Linked DNA regions of Oryzias latipes: region 1 is linked to region 2. The links are chromatin contacts, called in public Hi-C maps. All regions are on one chromosome and are shown on one strand. Each heading gives the region's core, a stretch centred on a gene start, on an enhancer-like site or on the middle of the called end of the contact. The rest is flanking DNA. Distances are from core to core; before and after follow the strand shown. Region 1 overlaps ctnnbip1 (beta-catenin-interacting protein 1). Region 2 holds the start of pgd (6-phosphogluconate dehydrogenase, decarboxylating).

Evidence for each region. A called contact is a pair of places that touch in the nucleus more often than the background predicts.
Region 1: a Hi-C map of embryo shows a contact between it and region 2, with 2.7 times the contacts expected there. The contact joins the enhancer-like site here to the promoter of pgd in region 2. A contact is called at or near these places in 2 of 5 Hi-C or Micro-C datasets (both in embryo).

Annotation. Positions count from the first base shown.
Region 1 is chr7:9,997,313-10,000,525 of ASM223467v1, reverse strand. It overlaps ctnnbip1 (beta-catenin-interacting protein 1), which reads left to right. Exons shown (of 4, transcript XM_004070387.4): 2 at 2,155-2,269. The coding sequence starts at 2,174. Among protein-coding and RNA genes, the nearest start is that of ctnnbip1, 6.7 kb to the left of the region's middle. Within about 2 kb of position 1,290, at least 1 of the 8 cell types and tissues checked has an H3K27ac peak or open chromatin away from gene starts, as enhancers often do. A contact at or near this core is called in embryo, where this site is marked.
Region 2 is chr7:9,838,598-9,841,741 of ASM223467v1, reverse strand. It overlaps pgd (6-phosphogluconate dehydrogenase, decarboxylating), which reads left to right and starts at 1,414. Exons shown (of 13, transcript XM_004070382.2): 1 at 1,414-1,555; 2 at 1,925-2,000; 3 at 2,085-2,264; 4 at 2,341-2,406; 5 at 2,493-2,611; 6 at 2,693-2,762; 7 at 2,847-2,981; 8 at 3,079-3,144. The coding sequence starts at 1,548. kif1b (kinesin-like protein KIF1B) reads left to right here. Exons shown (of 48, transcript XM_020704567.2): 48 at 1-73.

The DNA of each region.
Region 1 (3,213 bases), core at 41-2,540, 160 kb before region 2:
ACACACGTGGGTTATCATAACCGCCTCTGCCTGCGGTTCGCCACATGTGGCTCGGAAACAACATTTTAATTCGGACATCACAGAGAGGAGAGCTGTAGTTTGGAGTCTGGAGGGAGCTTACCTCAGCTCGGTTTCTTCTACACATCAGAAGATGCCAGCCGTCGTCGATCTGGAGGTTTTCATTTTTGTTTTTTTCAAAGAATTACCCGAGGCTGTTTAAGTTGATGAAACTGTTTAGTAATGTTAAAATAGGCCAATAAAATGTCCCTTTTTCATTTTCAATTCATGCTTGCATCAGCCATGTATCGGATCTTTGAAAAAGAAAAAACTTGAGCAACACCAATCAATTTATATAAAATCCTATCACTGCTCCTTTAGGAAAGCATAAGAAACAAGCAGGTGTTTCTAAAAACTAAGACACACATAGATGAAAATTGTGTTTTTGATTTTTCTGATCATGGAGGACATGTATAAAGAAAATTGAGCTCAAAACAGCATTTCTGGGTATTTCTTTAGTCAGTTTATTGTAAAAAAAAAAATCCTGATCTAAAACTCCTCCGGTGCAAAAATAAGTCATCTTTAAATAAATAGGTTTCCTCAATAAAGTAGGATTTGTGACAAAAAACGGATTTATGAATATCACTATTTTATGATATCAACTATTTTAACAGTTGATACCATAAAATAAAAATGTTTTAATTAAAAATGGTCAGAAGCTTGACATTCTGCTTAATATGGATGTTTTTCAAGGTTGAACAATCAAACATGATATGAAACAGCTTTAGTGCAGCGGCTTTACAAATCCCAGTGTGCTTGTGAGGAGAGGCACGGATGCTCACAGGTTCAGCCTTCATGCTGCCTGGATCCGCTCTCAAACGTCTGTTTTTAACCCAGAGTTTGGAAGCGGGATCGGATGAGTCGCTCCCGTCACCCTCCTCTAGCGTCCTTCATGTCACTACCCCCACCCAAATGTATTCACACACCACCAATCCCCTGAAGGTTTGCTGAGCAGCTGAGCTGACACCAGCGAGCCTGAACTCTTTTCATGTCTGTCTGGCTCCGAGTCTTCAGCAGAACCGCAATTAAAACCCCGCATGATGTTCCGGTCAAACTGGAGAAACTGGTTTCTTCATCGCTCATTGTGATGAATAAGAGATGACAAAGTTAGCAATGAGTTGTGTGAAATAAACAAGCCCCTGAAGGTTGCTGTAATTGTAGAGTATGATCAGAATTATGGCCTGGAGCTGCTGTGATCTGCCTGAATCCACGTCACTGTGGCAACCAAACGCCTGCGCGCGGCCAGCAGGACCTCATTTTTGCCACCCCCACCCCACCCCCTGGGTTCTGGAAAGAGGGTACATCAAGTCACCCCCCTAATTAAATATAACCCCACATCAAACGGTCTGCCAACATGCATCAAAGCTCCTATGGAAGGATAAAAGGGCCAAATAAATTGGCAGAACTTTCATAGCCCCACAAAGGCCTCTAATCTAATATTGTAAGCAGAGGACAAAGCTGATGTGCATACTAATTTCACCTTTATCTTAAATTTGGGGGAGATGATTGTTTAAATTTTTTGTTTGCATGTTCAGGTAGCAGATTTGAGGTGTATCTGCAGTTTAGCTCATTGCCATTTCTTGCTGGTGCTTTGCGAGAACGATCTAATATGACAAAAGTCGTGACTCAAGTGAGTTGTTGATGTGTGCGCTCTCACAACAAAACGTATTTCTTTTCTGTCACCCACATTAGCTGTGGCAGGTCTTTCCATGGCTTTCTTCTCCGCATTTCTCCTCTCCCGCTTTGCCTCTTCCCTGCTTCTGCAGACCGACGGCAAAAAAGCAGGTCATTAGTTAGACGGAGAATCTGAGATGAAAGTTGTTAGAGGTGAGATAGATCTGTGTTAAATATTGCTGTGCAATATTTATAATGCTGCAAACCTCCACTGGTGACAGAACCAAGTCTCCTGCCGGGGTTTATTCCACGGAGCTCAAATATGTGTTTCTTTACCACATTACAGGACCATTTAAGCAATTCAGTCTCTAATATTGTTTCTGTAGATAAATGTGTGTTTTGTAATTGACTCAAATTCAGATTTGTGGTTGAATTTGCTGTGTGTGTTTTTAGCATGTGTGGCTAAAATGTGTTTGTTTTCAGAGCCACAGGAGCAGGGGGTATGAACCGCGAGGAGGCGCCGGGGAAGTCTCCTGAAGACATGTACATCCAACAGAAAGTGCGGGTCCTGCTCATGCTTAAAAAGATGGGATCAAATGTAAGCTCAGGAGCTCTGATGTCGCTTTTACTGGTGTCTACAGCAGGAAACTTCATCATCAGGGCCAGGGCTACACCATATGAGGAAAACCTGTGACTTACGATATTAGTGATCAGTATTGCCATGACGATATGGCTTGCGATATATAAACAAATGGCAAAACAACTAATACATCATTTTAATTTCATTGCAGCTGTTTTGTTTAATTAAAAGTCAACATAACTTAAGTTAAATTCCAAATGACCCACATCCACATAGAAGGCAGACATATAGCAAAAAAGACTTCAATTGATTGGTCAACAGTGTGAAAGGGTTAATCCGATTGGACAAATGTGTAAAAGACTATTTGATTTGCTAAATAAGTCAAGCTGCCATGAGATTGTTTTTAGCATGTGTGTAAACGTATCGGGTAACCATTTATTGCATTTTACCCTGTCTATTGCGATACACGTGTCACAAGCCGATGTCTATAGATTTGCAATTTATTGTGCAGACCTAACCTAACTGGAAGTTGTAAGGGTTGGGACACGCTCCTTCAAAAAGGAACCGATCAAAGGCGTGTGTACCTAAGGCCTTAGTACAAGGGTTGACACATTCGGATGCTGCATGTTTTTGGGTCATCCGGGTCTGTGGAGGGTCATAGACAGGAGAGGCCGCATCTTAAAGAGAACGCAGGTGTGTCTTTCAGTTCCCTTGAGGTTCGTACAAAACTTCAAGGGACGTCATTACAATTAAACGTATGATTGTCATGCGTGTGGTTAGAGTATCATGAATCGTACAGACCAGTGTACAACTTGCATGCCCCAGAAAGACTAGCCCGTTTTTCGCCCACAGATGGCTTGTATTCACCCGTAAGGGTAATTGTGACTAAGGAGTAAACGCATGGTACTCAGTTAGCTTGTTCTTTGCGTCCATGTTCTTTGTTTATGTTTCGAAAGCTTTAA
Region 2 (3,144 bases), core at 165-2,664:
GGTAATCTTGCACCATTGAACCGTTTAGTGAATGAGGCAACAATAAAAAGTGCAAACTGTGCATTAGCAAAAACCTGTGATGCCCGTTTGTCCTCTCCTTTGTGGCGTGCTTTAGTGATGCCAGCATGTTTTGACAAGTTACAGCTTCCTGCTGTCCATTAGATGCTCCTGCTTCAGAGCACACCAAACCAAACAGCTTTTTTCATTTTTTTCTAAATACATTTTCAGATATAATTTAAAGGACTGACAGTTGTTTTAAAACAAGCCATGAACATTTTTTTTTAAATTGTCATTTTACAGTGTTTTTTTTCTTCTGTTCTTTGACAAATATACCTAAGAGACTCTGCTTTACACTCATTCTCCTCGTTTCCTCATACTAATGAGAAGTAACATGGGTCACCAGAGGATTTGTGATAAATAGCGTCAACATTGATCAACTTTAATACATGTATTTATAAAGCAGCTACTTGGCTTCAGAGCACGCACCTCATTTGGGCTTTTGCTCCCATTTTCCAGACTATTTTCTTGCAGTTTGAAAGTTTTATTTTAAGAGTGAAAATGTGTAGGTCGTATTAAGATGGTGAAATGGAAACAAGTTGGTTTAATTCTAATTTTGTTTTGTATTCTCGTGCGTGCATTCATGATGCAGCAAATGCTTATAGATGTACAACTGTCAACTAAATGCTAACTCTAAATAAGACGGCTATATTTTAAAAACATGAAATGTACAGAAAAAAATAATACCTGCAGTTGGTTTCGAACCCAAACTTTTTTTTACAGCTCAGTTAACTTTGCATTAAACAATAGGCAAATTTGCTTCATTTTTTTTTATTTTGGTGTGTTTCTATTTCACTGTTTGTGTTATCTAGAGAGAGATTTTTCTAGATAAAGATTTGATGTAACAGGACTTCAACGCTTTATAAGGACATTGATCCCTGAAATTTCTCACATTCCATAAAAGATTATATAGGGGGCAAATCCTGGGACATACTGGAGTGAACATCAGTAACCTGACGTGAATCCCCAAGAGGTAGAAGAAAATTTCTGGTGGGAATTTTACTTGACAGGATTAGACAAACTACTTTGGTGGCCATTGGAAATGAGGAGTGTGTTAAGACTTCCCATGTGCCGGTTAAAGCTTAATTTAGTTGCAATTCATTGTCAAAAAACCATTGATTCAAACTATCATTGTGTGTGTAACTTGGAGCCTGATTTATTTAATGTTTTTAACCGAATTTCCACACCGGGGGCAGGGAGTACACTGTGGGATTACCTAACGTGAGTGACCATCAAAAGCAACCAATAGGAACCACCCATTTCTCTGCCCAGAGTTTCTGACCAATCAAAAGCTACAAACGACGTTGCATCGGTAATCAACGCGCTTTATGATTGGAAGTTGGAGGGAGATGGGCGTGCTTTGGCTTTTCAGTGAAGTTAGATGGAGAAGAACCAGGAAGAAGAGCGAATCTGAAGAAGAGTGTTAAGCGTATAACCTGTCTGACTGTCAGTTTAAGACATTTTATCGACTGTTTCTTCACCCAAACGCGATGGCTGAGTAAGTTTATTCGAGTTTTCTATTTTGAATATATGCTATAGACGTGGGGGTGGTAGCGTTTTAAACGGCCGTTTGTCAGTTTGTAGGCCTCTGGAGTTATAACTACAATAACTTTGTTGTATTATTATTACATAACTAAATTGTTTTTTAACGAAGTATATAGTTAATTCATTCTATTTCCATTTAACCCCCCTAAGAAAAAGAAATATCGATGTAGTCGCTATGGATTCTGGGAAATGAAGTACATTTTTAAAGTAGATTCAATTATGAATACTTTAGCATGTACGGCTGTGTGCCTAATCTTTAGAACGCTTTTGTAGTCAGAGTTTTGAGTCCTGACAGTAAACGTGCTCGCTCCTGGTTTCACAGGGCTGACATTGCTCTGATTGGCCTGGCTGTCATGGGCCAGAACCTCATCATGAACATGAATGACCATGGTTTTGTGGTAAGACCATGGCTTCCTATGTTTTCCCATCTTCCTTGGTGAAGAAAGAAGATTTCTTTTCAGTCTGTCAAATCTCTGTTGTAGGTTTGCGCCTACAACCGTACCGTGTCCAAAGTGCACGACTTCCTAAATAATGAGGCTAAAGGCTCCAAGGTGGTCGGAGCCGAGTCCCTGGAAGACATGGTGTCCAAGCTGAAGAAGCCCAGGAGGATCATCCTGCTGGTCAAGGCTGGACAAGCGGTGGACGACTTCATAGACAAGCTGGTCAGTGGGTTGTACCAGTTTTAGGAAACCCAAACGTGTAGATGTGCAGATTTCAAACATTTCTTTTATTTCTCAGGTTCCACTTCTGGATGCTGGCGACATCATCATCGATGGTGGCAACTCTGAATACAGAGACACAACAGTAAGCCTTTTGAGAGCCACGGTTTGGTGTTTAAAATCTTTTTCCTGAGGTTGTCTCCACAGTTTTGCTTTGTTTTTGTCACCCAGCGGCGGTGTCAGAGTCTAAAAGAGAAAGGCTTGTTGTTTGTCGGCAGTGGAGTGAGTGGTGGCGAGGAGGGCGCACGTTACGGACCCTCACTCATGCCAGGAGGACATAAAGAGGCCTGGTACATCATGGATAATTGTGTGAAATAAAAACAAGGTTGGAATAACTTCATGTCTGACTATCTACTTGTATATTCTTTAAGGCCCCACATTAAGGACATCTTCCAGAGCATTTCTGCTAAAGTTGGGACAGGAGAGCCTTGCTGTGACTGGGTCAGTGCTAAAGCTTTGCTGATTTTGATGAAAAGGCTAGTTTGATACCTCGACAAGTTTCAGGACTGTTTGATTCCGGGGCAGGTTGGAGATGAGGGTGCGGGGCATTTTGTGAAAATGGTCCACAATGGCATTGAGTATGGAGACATGCAGCTGATCTGTGAGGCCTACCACCTAATGAAGGATGTTCTGGGGATGGATCACGATGAGATGGGACAGGTGAGTGTGACCCCCCTCCACCAAGGTAAAAAAAATAAAAATCCAAGTGGAGCAGCGCGACTAACTGAATTTCATCTTCAAATGTTAACACAACCAGGCATTTGAGAGCTGGAACAAGACAGAGCTGGACTCCTTCCTCATTGAGATCACCGCAAACATCCTC